Regions from separate parts of the Mus musculus genome. Here region 2 is linked to region 1. A link is a contact called in public HiChIP or PLAC-seq data. All regions are on one chromosome and are shown on one strand. Each heading gives the region's core, a stretch centred on a gene start, on an enhancer-like site or on the middle of the called end of the contact. The rest is flanking DNA. Distances are from core to core; before and after follow the strand shown.

Region 1 (6,523 bases), core at 1,982-4,481:
TGAGCTGAACGGCTGCTAGCTATATTTGTGCCCAGAGGGGCCTAGTTCCAGCCTGTGTATGTCCTTTGCTTGGTGGTTCAGTCTCTGAGAGCTCCTAGGGGTCCAGGTTAGTTGACTCTACTGGTCTTCCTGTGGGGTCCCCATCCCCTTCAAGGCCTTCCCTCAATTCCTCCATAAGAGTGCCTACTTCCGTCCAATGTTTGGCTGTGGGTATCTGCATCTGTTTCAGTCTGCTGCCGGATATAGCCTCTCAGAGGACAGTTATGCTAGGTTACTATCTTCAACCATAGCAGAGTATCATTAATAATGTCAGGGATTGGTGCTTGCCCATAGGATGAGTCTCAAGGAGGGCTGGCAATTGGTTGGCCAATCCTTTGGTCTCTGCTCCATTTTTGTCCATGCATTTCTTTTAGACAGGACAAATTTTGGGTCAAAAGTTTTGTGGATAGGTTGGTGTTCTTATCCTTCCAGTGGGGGCTCTTCCTGGCTACAGGATATGGCCACTTCCATGTCCCCACTGTTTTGCATCTCAGCTAATCTCACCCATATTGACTTTGGGAGCCTCCCCTATCCCAGGCTTCTGGAACTTCCTAGACATTACCCTCACCCCCACACCTGACAACTGCAGAATTCCATTCATTCTCCTGGTACTCTGGGCCATTATGTCTCTCCTCACACCTGATCCTACCCCCATTCCCATCCCCCTATGCTCCCCCACCTAGTTCCCTCCCTCTCTCCCCCTCTGTCTCCTATGGCCATCCCCCTGCCCCCCAAGTGTGATTGAAGCATCCTTACTTCGGCCTTCCTTCTGCTTAACTTCTTTGTGTCTGTGGGATATATCACGGGTATTCTGTACTTTTTGGCTGATATCCACTTATCAGTGAGTACATACCATTCATATACTTTTGTGCCTGGGTTACCTCACTCAGGATGATATTTTCTAGCCTCCATCCATTTGCCTGCAAAATTCATGATGTCCTCATTTTAATAGCTGTATAGTATTTCATTGTGTAAATGAACCACATTTTCTGTATACATTTTCCAGTTGAGGGACATCTAGGTTGCTTCCAGTTCCTGGCTATTATAAATAAGACTGCTATGAACATGGTGGAGTATGTGTCCTTGTGATTTGGTGGAGCATCTTTTGGGTATATGCCCAAGAGTGGTATACCTGAGTCTTCAGGGAGAACTACTTACAATATTCTGATTGGATTTTGTGATGGCTTGTATATTCTTGGACCAGGGAGTGGCACCATTTGGAGGTGTGGCCTTGTTGGAATAGGTGTGACCTGGTTGGAGTAGGTGTGTCCCTGTGGGTGTGGGCTTAAGACTTTCACCCCAGTTACCTGAAAGTCAGTCTTCCACTAGCAGCCTTTGGATGAAGACATAGAACTCTCAGCTCTTCCTGCAACATGACAGCCTGGATGCTGCAATACTCCCACCTTGATGATAATGGACTGAACCTCTGAACCTGTAAGCTAGCCCCAGTTAAATGTTGTTTTTTATAAGACTTGCCTTGGTCATGGTATCTGTTCACAGCAGTAAAACCCTAACTAAGACAGATTTCCAAAGTGGTTATACCAATTTGCAGTCCTATCAAAAATGGATGAGTATTCCTCTTTCTCCACATCCTTGCCAGCATGTTCTGTACTTTGAGTTTTTGATCTTAGCCATTCTGTTTGGTGTAAGGTGGAATCTCAGTGTCATTTTGGCTTGCATTTCCCTGATAACTACGAATGTTGCTTTATCTTATTATATTTTATTTTGTTATTTATTTTAAAGTGAATATTAAATGAATGAATGAATGAATGAAAACCTAGCCATTAGGGTAAAGGTTAACAATTGACCTATCACTTATACCTACTGGGAGAGGGGAAAATCCATTTTCTCCAATGGAGTGACACTGGGTATATCAAATACTCCAGGATAGGCCCCATTCTCAGTAGTTGATCTACATATAATGGACTTTGAGATTTTGTGTGTATGTTTTTATTTGGTTATAGTTTGGTGGGTCTTTTTGTTTTATATTGAATGTTGTTTTATTTTGTTTCATTGCTTTTGGGGGTCATGTTATATTGGGGTCTTGCTTGGTTTTCTTTTTAGGAAGGATTTAAAGATGAGTGGGTAGGGAGGGGAGTGATCTGGAAGGACTGAGGTGGAGAAGAATATGATTAAAATATATTTAAATTAATAAAATGTTTTAAATAATAAAATATAATAAAAAAGTAAAGAAGGAAAAATAAAGGAAGGAAGAGAGAAAGAGAAAGGAAGAAAGAAAGAAAGAAAGAAGAAAAGAAAGAAAGGAAGGAAGGAAGAAGGAAAGAAAGAAAGAAAGAAAGAAGGAAAGAAAGAAAGAAAGAAAGAAAGAAAGAAAGAAAGAAAGAAAGAAAGAAAGAAAGAAAGAAAGAAAGAAAGAAAGAAAGCTGAGCAAGCCACAAGGAGCAAGCCAGCAGCAATGTTTCTCCATGGTCCTTGTTCAAGTTCCTGCCTGGAGTTCCTGTCCTACTTGTCTCAGTGATGGAGGGAGTGTGAACTGTGAGCTGTAAGATGAGTCGACCCCTTTCCTCCCTAGGCTGCTTTTGCTCATGATAATTATCCCAGCAATAGAAAGCTAGTTCTGACACTCGCTAGCTAGGGAACATCAGCATTCTCCTGACAGCTCCCAGCTTCCTTCTTCACCTTGAGATCATTCTAGCTTCATCTGATTATGTGAGAATTCCATGAGATTTTATAAACCCATACCTGGCCACAGACTGTGCGCTTTGGAGCTGCAGGCCTCCTCATAGGCTTGGAGCTTATGAGAAATGCAGTTTCAGGCCCCAACTTTGCCCTGTGTGGTCTGAACCTGCATCTTCATAAGCCCTCCATGTCTGAAGTGCATGTGTCACTGTAACAAAAGACACATTGTAAGTAGAGAGAAATTTCTTGGACACACAGTGACTCGTTGCCTAGCTCATTCCAGGTAAGGCTAGCCATGGCTTTAGTGCCACAGCAGACACTCCACGCTTAACTCCCTGGATCCTCTTAGGAAGACCCTACTCTCTCAAATTCCAGGCTCGCGAACAGCAGGTAATTTTCTATTTCAAGCCAGAAGGAACAACCCTACCCACACACAAGTTTGAAGAATACAGTGAGGTACCAATCACAGAAACCTCACATTCAAAATGGACTTGCCACCCAGTTCAGCCCGAGAAGAGAGAAAAGATTTCGACAGATGCAGATTCAGTTCCGTGTCCGTATCAGGCCCTTCCTTGCCCAGCCTCTATGAGAGCTTAGGTTCAGTCCCCAGGGTTTCTGACCTCCTCATTTGCTTGCTTGATCTGCTCATTGCTTCTGCTTCCTACTCATGCTGAGGTTCTACTTGCCCCTTTGCGGGCAGGACAGGAGTAAGAAAAAGCATAAGAACAAAGACCCCACAGGGTCTAGACTTTCAGCGAGGGAAGAAAAGAAATCAGCAAGGAGAATGCCTTGTGCGCAGGGACGAGAGAGCTGCTGCTTCCTGTCAGAACAAATGGTGCCGCTGAGTTCCCACCACAGAAGTCAGCCCCCTCAATGTTCTGGCATGTGATTCTTTGGGAACAAAAGTGCCGTTTTGGAGTCATTAGCATTTGTAGCTATTTTATTGTATGAAAGAAATAAAACAGAATCCTTCCTGCGTGTTCTAATGAACAAAACACAGAAGCAACTTCAGCGAAGCTGGGGGTGGGGGTGGGGCAGCACTGCCTATTTATGAACAGGAAAAATGAAAGAATAACTAGGTAGGAAACCTAAGTAAGAAGATTTATGTGCTGATAAATAAAAATTCTGGAGGATCCTAGTAAGCCCATCATTCCCTTGTGAAGAAGCGCATAAGGACATAGACGCAAGGCTACTTTGGTCACAGAACTTGCTCTTTGACCAATCTTCCATGTGATATACAGAGTTTGATTTCATTTCATTAGACTTCATAGACCAGGATCGCTTTCTTTCCTTGGGCCTGAAGAAGGCTGAGAAAATCATAAACAAGCCATCATCCTAAATACCAGCCGCCAGATTTATACCATCCATTGTAGTGGAAATCAATATAGTGGGGTTCGTTTGACAGCTGAAAGTTCAGGGATAGGAAGTAATTTATCCAAGGTTGCGGCCAGTCCAAGCTGGAGGTAGGCTGAACGTCTGATCCCCTTGTGCAGCCTTTTGATATAAAACATGAACATAAAAATTGAAAGTTCTTATCTGGTAGATGTAAAACTTTTCTGTCTTGGCTTTGTTAATAAGGTACCCTCCCCCAAATATTAAGCAGTGAAGTCTCCTGAATATACCACCAAGGTTGTTATGCCAATGGATGCAGAAGCAACTTTGGGGAAAACGGATTTCAGTCTCACCCCACTTGTGAGAATTGGGTTTCCAGTCTAAGTCAGAGCAGAGAGCCCCTTTGGGTAATCCCACATGTCAAGTCTCTATTGAATATGAACTTTGAGATACTTGCTTATTCCCTTCCAGATATGTCAAATTTCAACAAAATAGGGGTAAAATCAAGTGCTAATTACCTGTAAAAAGGAAAGTGAAGTTAGGAGCTGGGGCTGGGAAGAAAGGGTCAAGAGAAAACTTTGTAGAATGAAGGTAAAAAATCTATTTTCATAGGAGTTTGGGTTAAGATTGTGTGATAAGCACCATCAAAATGTATTAGATATTAAATAGTTATCTAAGATTTGTATGTTTCATTATATGTGAATTTTAGCTTAAATACAATCCAATATAATAGAAGAATAACCAAGAAAATATTTAGGGCATAATAGAATTAATAATTAAAATAGTAAAGTTGAATTTTTAATCATCTTTAGCAGCCACAGTACATAAACATCTTCAATAACTTCTGCAAAGAAATGAAGTTTCCAGAAGCCAAAATGTGTATGGAAAGTAGAGGACATATGTTCTTGGCAATTGTCACAGTTGGCACTGCCAGAAAACCAGGTCTTTGCCCTTGAATGAAAAAGGCTTCCTTCAGCAGTCAAGCATTATAGGCTGGCTGCGTGTATGGAGCGTGGGAGAGATGCCAACGTATAGGAACTCTGCAATTTATTTCTGAAGAGACTCCTGCAGAGCAGTCGAAATTTGGCATCTAAGGATCGCTAATGTGTTCTTCCAAACAAATGTGGAAATAGGTCCAGAAGTGAGCACGGAGGAAGAAAAGCTCCACTTCAGCCTAAGATAAAGTGGGACTTGATGGTTTATGGGAAAAATTACCAAAGCATGCAGACAAATAAGAAATCTCAGCTCAGTGTGGTGCCACGTGCATATAATCTCAGCACTTGGGAGCTGTAGGCCAGATCAGGAGTTCAAGGTCCTTCTAAGCCATTTAACTGGCTTAAGGTCAGTTTAGGAGACATGATAACGCGTCTCAAGCTAAAAGAAGAAGAAGAAGAAGAAGAAGAAGAAGAAGAAGAAGAAGAAGAAGAAGAAGAAGAAGAAGAAGAAGAAGAAGAAGAAGAAGAAATTCCACTGACATTGAGTCATTTGGGGATTTTCTTTACTCTTCTGTTCCCACTTTCAATATTAGCCTGCATGTGCCCCCTAAATGTGCATGTCTTAGAATTTTAATTCCTCAATATGTCAGCTTTGACAAGTGGGATCCATGGTCTCATGAATAGAGCAACGCCTTTCTTGAATGGACAGGTTAGCTATCACTGGTATTCAAGATGTTCAATTCTTCTTTCTTTCTTTTTACATCTCACTTAACTTTCCAACTTCTGCCATGAGTTGAAGCCCTGCAAATGCCTTAGCAGCAGCCACCAAAAATGCTGGCACTATGTTCTTGGAAGGCCTTGTCTTTTAAACCATGATCTGAAATCAACCTATGCCCTTTGTAACTTACTCAATCTCAGACACTCTGTTATAGCTGTAGAAAATGAACATGACCTACACCCCTAGCTATTTAAATGGTTTGAACTATTCCAAGCACAGGGAAAAAAAAGCAACTAATAAAACAAGAGCACATTTGTGATCCAAGATTCTTTTTGTAAGATTGAAAATGTGTTCATTTTTGTGGCTAGACATATTAGTAATTAAATAGTTCAAGTGAATCTGTAGATTTTGCTGGTGTGTTTATGTTCATATAAAATTTGCTCTTTCAACACTTTCCTTCATCTCTCTGTTATGTATTCTTGGATGTGTACTTCTTTGGGGTTGATGAAAATGCTTTGAAATTAAGGGTGTGATGGTTAATTTCAATAGGCAACTTGATGCGATCCAGAATAACTTGGAGAGAGAGATGAACTTCTATGTATGCCTGTAGGGGATTTTCTTGATTAGGTTGATGGACATGGGAAGAACTTCCCACTATTGTTGGAACAATTTTGTGAACTGGGACAATTTTGTGGACTGCAACCATTTTGTGGACTGAGATTCTAAATTGTATTTTCAAAAGGAGAAAAAGTGTGGCTGCAAAGCTGGTTCAGTCATTAATTGTATTTACTTCTTGCTCTTGTAGAGGACCTGGGTTCGATTCCCAGAACTCATGTCTGACAGCTCACAACCACCTGTG
Region 2 (6,523 bases), core at 2,688-5,187, 280 kb before region 1:
TAACAAGTAAACTCCAGTGCAAATTTTCTATTGGCTCCCAGTGATGTCACTTGCTGCGGCTGGGAGGCTGGGAGAACTGGTTTTCTTAGTGTGGGGAACCTTTGTTCTCTGCAACACCCACCTGGAACCCTGGGGCCTCACTGTGAAGCCAGGGCCCCCAAGGTATCTGGATACAGCACACTGCTTTGCTCCAGCACACCTAGAGTGCCTAAGAAATGGAAGTGCAGAGCAAGGGTTAGGTGAATTCACGGTACAGGAATGACTCTCACCTGGGCTCCATGAAACTCAGTCCCTAAGCCAAGCCAGGCTTTGTGGAGCTTTAAGTCACTCACTTGATATTAGTTCTCCCCCTGGGATGGATGGAGTTCTTAAAAGGCCCAGAGTGGTTCCAGGCCTTCTGGATTGGTTCCTGGGTTCATTAAATCACCTCACCCTTTAACCACTTTAGACTCTTTACACCTCGGGCACATTTAAAATAATATGCAAACCTTAATGAGGCAAGGGTAGAAGAATAGAAGGCCTATTACTATACAAAGTTGATTTCTGCCTCCTCCTAAACTGCCACAATTAACACTGTTCCCAAAAGGTCAACTTGATTATTTGCTTTGTCCCTTTCTGAAAGAAGCACTTGTGTCTGGCTTGTCTTTAAATATCTGCAGGTCATCTAAGAGGAAGTCCGTGGTGGTGGTACTTTTGTAGGACCTGGCCATTTGTTTACATCCAAGCTCTTTAACCCTCTACAGCTGCAGGTGGAGAATCCGTGGTTCTTCATGCTCTGCCTGGACTTCACGCTCCATTTAGCTCAGCAGTGACCCAGGTGAGCCTCTGGCCACAATGACAGCGCCATTGCCCCTCCACTACTAATAATGTGGCGGCTGTAGTTGAACTTGCTGTTAAGTCCAACAGTTCTCTTGGGTAGTTAGACTAACTGTAGCCCTTAGAGGTGGAAGAGTCGGGCATGACTGTGAGGGTGTGGGAGAAGGAGCCCAAAGCTAGTTGCCAATACACTGAGCTGACAACATGGCCTGGCCGCCCCGCTCAAAAGCTGGGTGAGCTTATTTACAGAGCTCGTCACCGCCTCAAAGCTTCACTTTGTTCACCTCTACTATCAAGGAAGAAAAAACATTCCTGAGGCTTTTCTTAAAGGAGGGCTAAACCTGAGGTGCGCTGAGAAGTGACAGTGACTGACTTGTGGGGTGGGGAGAAGCCCTTTGCAGTGCTTGCCAATTTTCTCAGCGCACGTGCCCCCTCGTGAGAGGACAGTCTCTTTCTTGCCCAAGCTCGGCTTTTGCTGCCTTCCTTGGCTCCCATACCTGGCTTTCAGCACTTCTGTGATTGCGACTCTCTGAACACTTTTCAGTCTTTTCCATAATCCCTACGGATAAAATGAATACCTTTGTAGGTCTTTTTTTTTTTTTTTCATCTCTCTCCACCTTCGCACTTCCTCCTTCTCAAGCTCACAGCAAAATTACTAGATTTGGAATGTATGCTTATGGAATAAATGAAGGGGTGACTGGAAGCTGACATTAGCAACAGTGAGGCAGGGCCTCCAGTGCCGACCTCTTAAAGCAGAAGAACACGAAATCATTTCTTTTGGGGAGGGTAGGGGGCTACTGCAGCCCTTCCTGCAAGGCATCCTGGGATCTGCAGGGAAAAGCAAGACTGTCTGGCGGAAGCAGCCCTCCCCACAGAGACCAGCTATGCGTTTGTTAGCATTTTTCTGCAGGAAGGGAGAAGTGGATGTCGGAATGCAAAGAGACATGGACGGTGCTGCAGGCATCTTTGTTTCTGTAAAGCTCCTACCTGGATCTGGCCTTTAGACAAGTTGCTTACTTCCTTACTTTTCTCATTTATCTAATGTGACAAAACCTGTGCTCAGCTTACTTCTAAGACATAGGGAAAAGAAACAATAGGTGTTCGAGCAGGCTTTTTAGTCCTGCCACAGAATACGTGGCCACCAGTTGTTCCCACGTGCTGCTAAGAAGGGGCAGGGCCACTGGGACAGTTCACATTCATTCTCACGGGAAGTGAAAGTGAGTCGCGTTGCTCTGTGTCTGTCATGTGACAGCTGTAGGGCACAATCAACTCACTGAGTTTCTGCTTCCTGCTGCTAGGGTGACACGCCAGGCCTGGTGGCTTATACCTCTAAATTCTCCCAATTGGGAGGCTGAATGTTGCCTGGATTATACATGGACACCCTGTCGAATACAGCAAAACAACAAAACAGGGGTGATAGTAGGTTTTATTTAGTAACCACTTCCAATGTGACTAGTCCTGCTCTGGCAGTGCCCCTCCCCCTGCAACCCCAGAATTTCAAAATGGCAGCCGCAGCTTCATTTTTGTGTGTGTGTCGAACGGTACCTAAGCTTCTTTGCAGCTTTGCTGTGTACCAAAAATACAGCTTTTGGAAGTTGTTTTGTAAATTATCTTTTCAATTTTTTATTTGTCTTTATTACTTGACCTACATTATTGTTCTTGAGAGTATCTCTTTATGTAGCCCAAGCTATCCTTGGACACATAATACTCCTAACTGCCTCAGTGTCATAAATGCTAAACATACAGGCATACAGCACTGTGCCCAGTGAGGGTTGTATACTTTCATTCTCTTGAACACATTTTGGGTAAATTCTCAATACACACTTATATTCTTTACTCCATATCTTTACATTTTCTTACCATTTTTTTTTTTTTCGGAGCAGAAGCAATTGGTTTCAAAATTGAACTTGTCAATGCTTTCTTTTATGGGGTATGACTTCAGTGGCACATTTAAGAAATACTCGCTAGCAAGATGGCGTGTTATATGCCTGTAATCCCAGTATTTGGGGGGGGGGCTGTCAGGGAGATCAGCAGTTCCAGGCTAATCTTGACTAAATAGAGCAACCCTGTGTCAAAAACAAGAACATTATTCTAATTCTTCCCACGAAAAACAGAATCATTTTCTCTTCTGTTCATTTCTACAACTTTTGTGATTTTATGTTTATGTCTGCAATGAATTTCTACATTTCCTTTATTCTTAAAAATGCTATATATGTGTATAGTGAAATATCACATTTAGGCCCATTTCCCCCTCCAAATTCCCCCTTATTCTCCTCAATTGATCTTCCTACTTCCATAATTTTTAAAATAACTTTCCAAGATCAGTTAGTGATGCCCACATGTATGGGTCTGGGTCATCCACTACAGTATGGGAAAGCTTCATGTGGCCACATCCTTAAAATGAATGAATCTCCCTCCTCCAGCAGCTATCCACTGCCACTAAGAAGTAGGGCCTAGAGCTCATGGACCCTATCTACAGTAGAATGTTGTCTGGCCTGCTCTTGTGCAGGCCCCATGCAGGTAAGCACAGCTGCTGTGAGCTCATGAATGACTCACCCTGTCACTCCCGGAGGGAAGTGTTTTGAGGCACTCCTCCCTGCCCTCTGGCTCTTACATTCTTTCTGCCTCCTCTTCCTTGTTGTTCTATGCTGGAGTTTATTCCTTATATGGTATGAGCTGTGAATTTAACATGAATTTTACATATATTGAATTTCCTGAAAAATATTAAGCTAATACATAGTATCAGTTTTTTTTTAAAGAATATCAACATAGTGTCAGCTCAATGTTATACCAAACCTAGAGCCTAAGCTTGAGCTCTAAGCCACTGTGTGGCGGCACACTTAGGAAACCATTCCTGGGCAGAATGAGCACATCTACCCAGACGTCTGGCTCCAGATTTCTACTCATGACATTAATACTCATGACATATGGCTGCTTGGGAAACATTTGGGAAGTTGAAAGTAGGGTTATGCACCCCTGGACTAAAGAACAATGCGGAAATGGAACTATGTGGAGGAATTAGGAGGAAGGAACTCTAAACCCGCCTGGCTGAAGTGTTGCTTACTTGGAGGAAGTAGAAATGCTGGCAGATAGGACTGGGTGCAACCAGTAGCACCAGAAGTTCTTCTTTGTCATGCTTCTGGGGGCAAGAAGGGCTGGCAAGTTCAGAAGCAGGGAGTGGCCTAGGCACAGGTCATGGATGTAGCGCTAGGGGGCAGTGTAGAGCAGAACTAGTTAGAGCAAAGGCTCTTTGGAGTCAGTTATTAAAAAGCCTTTCAGGAGTCGAGGTTGGCAGGAAAATGACATGAAAATGACCTTGGCCACTCTCCGAATTATAGCGGGTCAGGGAGGAAAGAACATTTATCATGGATACTGCTGGCTTGCATTTGTGTTTGGGAGGACATTAAGCCTGTCTCTGGTATCACAGATGATGTACAGGCTATGTCTTTTACACAGCAATGGCAGTTCCAATCTCCAGGAAGTAAAAAGTCTTTGGGAAGAAAACAAACAAAAGAAAAACATACAAACAAACCAACAAAACAAAATAAAACAAAACCCACAAAAAAACAGAACAAAACAAAACAATACATGCATACAAACACATCATACACAACACCAATTAAAGTTCCTTAGAAGAACAGATGTTAGTGGCCATAAACTCAGCCATTTCTCAATTTGGTTTTCCCCCCAAATATCCCCTTTTGATTTTCAGAGAAATAGTCAGCTCTCTGCCTCTGTTCCTTACATATAATTATGTCACATAATAACAATAACAATGGAAAATGCTGGTGCAAACACACAGTGAAATTAAGAGAAACAAAATCAGAGAGAAAATAAACTTTGCAAACAGCTCCAAGATATGTCTCTCAAACCAGATAGGAGACAGGGGTGAAGAACATCACAAACACAGCTGCCAGGTTCAAATCCCAGCTCCTATTTGCCAGTATGTCCATGATTTGGGGCATGTAGGTAGCAAAGCTTCCTACATTAAGCATGCATAATCTCAATCATCATGCCATCTGCTTCTGAGGGGAAGACGAGATATTTTGATTAGCCTCTAGCAGACAGTGAGCAGAGTAGAAATATAGTCATTATCCTATCCTCCAGGTTTACTACATTGACCTTGAACAATGGTTACATTCAGCAGTATCTCTATATCAAACTATCACATTACTATCGTGTGTGTGTGTGTGTGTGTGTGTGTGTGTGTGTGTACATATATATACATATATATATATTTTCCCCAAGATGGATGGAATATACCATGAATGCCAGGTTGGGTCCAAACCTTATGACTGCCCTAAAAGCCTAGAAAGTAGAGCTCAATCAAAGTCTTTCCACGCTGCCGCAAAGACTCTGGCCAAATATGAGAAACCTGAGGCCACCCAAAGGGAGCAGCAGCCCCATGCCTGCACCTGTGTTTAAAAGAAGCCCTCTAAATGAATGAGTCTGCTCGTCATCATTCAGGGGCCAGGTCCTGCAAGCCCAGTTCAGTTGGGTGCTTTGTTTTCAAAAAGCATCATTGATTGTGGGCCAATGTTGCTGTTCCCAAAAGACACAAACCAATGTAAAGTCTTTGACCTACCATTGAGGAGACCCAGCCCACCAGGAGGGGCAAAACAAATCGATACAAATGACAACAACCAGGACCGGTTATCACCTCCGAAGACTTTCCACAGTCTTGGCGTGGGAGGCCTGCTCGATGGTTCTCAGTGCTCATTGAAAACACACAAAATGGAGTGTATTTTTTTTTATGTTATTAAATGGCAATCAAATGGCCTATAAGAGATCATAAGGAAAGGAAGCAAGTTGTCCTGTTGGCACATTGCCTGCCACATAGTGGGCTCTTGGGAACGCTTGGCGACATGAACCCAATCAGCAGCAGAGCAAGGCTAAGGACTTGGAGCTCACGGGCTTCCGTTCATCCTCCATGTTGTCCAACAGTACAAAGCAGGGAAGCAGAAGGAACCCGGAAGTATGGATCAGAGCTTGGGAGAGGAGATGGTATCTCTTCCCCCGGGGGTCTCCCTTTTTTTTCCAGTTCCCCACCCCACCACCACCACCACATGTATCCCTCCCTTCCAGCACCTTTCTTTAGCACTCCATTGGCACTCACTTGGGGGAGGCCTAGAAGAAGTCTGTGGAAACTTCCTTCTACACAAACGTCTAGCTGAGAGGGCTGCCTGAGATATGAGGAAACCAAGCAAACCGCAGCTGCTCGCCTGCAGGGGCACAAACACAGAGGCCTTTAGCTGAGCCTGGGGCCTATTTCTGGCCTCACTGTTTGTCCTCTTACAAAGCATTTACCGCGCGCCTGCCTCACTTCCTTGCCCCAAAGGTGAGGTGCTGGCTGCCTAGTGACAGTCTTCCATCCTGGCTTTCTGGGGCATGGGACAAGAATGAGTTCGCAGAAACAAATGAATGTAAAAGGAACAAAACCAAGCACTTGGATGACTGTGCTCTTGTGAGAAGGTGCAGCCTGGCCACCCCGTTCCCCTAAGTTAAGAGTACCCTCACAGAATATTCAAACACATCCATACACAGCTTCCCCACCTCCACGAAAAATAGAAAGCAGGTCTCCAAAATGTAATGTTCTGCTCCATTTTACAGGAAGTTAGCTATAGAGTAGCTGCTGAAGTTAGGAGGGTCTTAATGAGGTCTCGATGGCTGAATAGTGGGTATCAAAGGTACATACTAGAACGGAGTC

Evidence for each region. HiChIP or PLAC-seq counts read pairs in DNA pulled down with a chosen protein or histone mark.
Region 2: an H3K27ac HiChIP or PLAC-seq map of microglia shows a contact between it and region 1, with 6 times the contacts expected there. The contact joins two enhancer-like sites. A contact is called at or near these places in 2 of 15 datasets of contacts at CTCF or cohesin (the NIH/3T3 cell line and large pre-B cells), 1 of 484 Hi-C or Micro-C datasets (nephron progenitors), 4 of 115 datasets of contacts at active chromatin or transcription factors (bone marrow-derived dendritic cells, embryonic stem cells and microglia) and 2 of 9 other capture datasets (bone marrow-derived macrophages and embryonic stem cells).

Annotation. Positions count from the first base shown.
Region 1 is chrX:166,949,714-166,956,236 of GRCm38.p6, reverse strand. No RefSeq gene overlaps it. Among named protein-coding and RNA genes, the nearest start is that of Gm30354, 68 kb to the right of the region's middle. Within about 2 kb of position 3,231, at least 41 of the 459 cell types and tissues checked have an H3K27ac peak or open chromatin away from gene starts, as enhancers often do. A contact at or near this core is called in microglia, where this site is marked.
Region 2 is chrX:167,226,860-167,233,382 of GRCm38.p6, reverse strand. No RefSeq gene overlaps it. Among named protein-coding and RNA genes, the nearest start is that of Tmsb4x, 21 kb to the right of the region's middle. Within about 2 kb of position 3,937, at least 76 of the 459 cell types and tissues checked have an H3K27ac peak or open chromatin away from gene starts, as enhancers often do. A contact at or near this core is called in microglia, where this site is marked.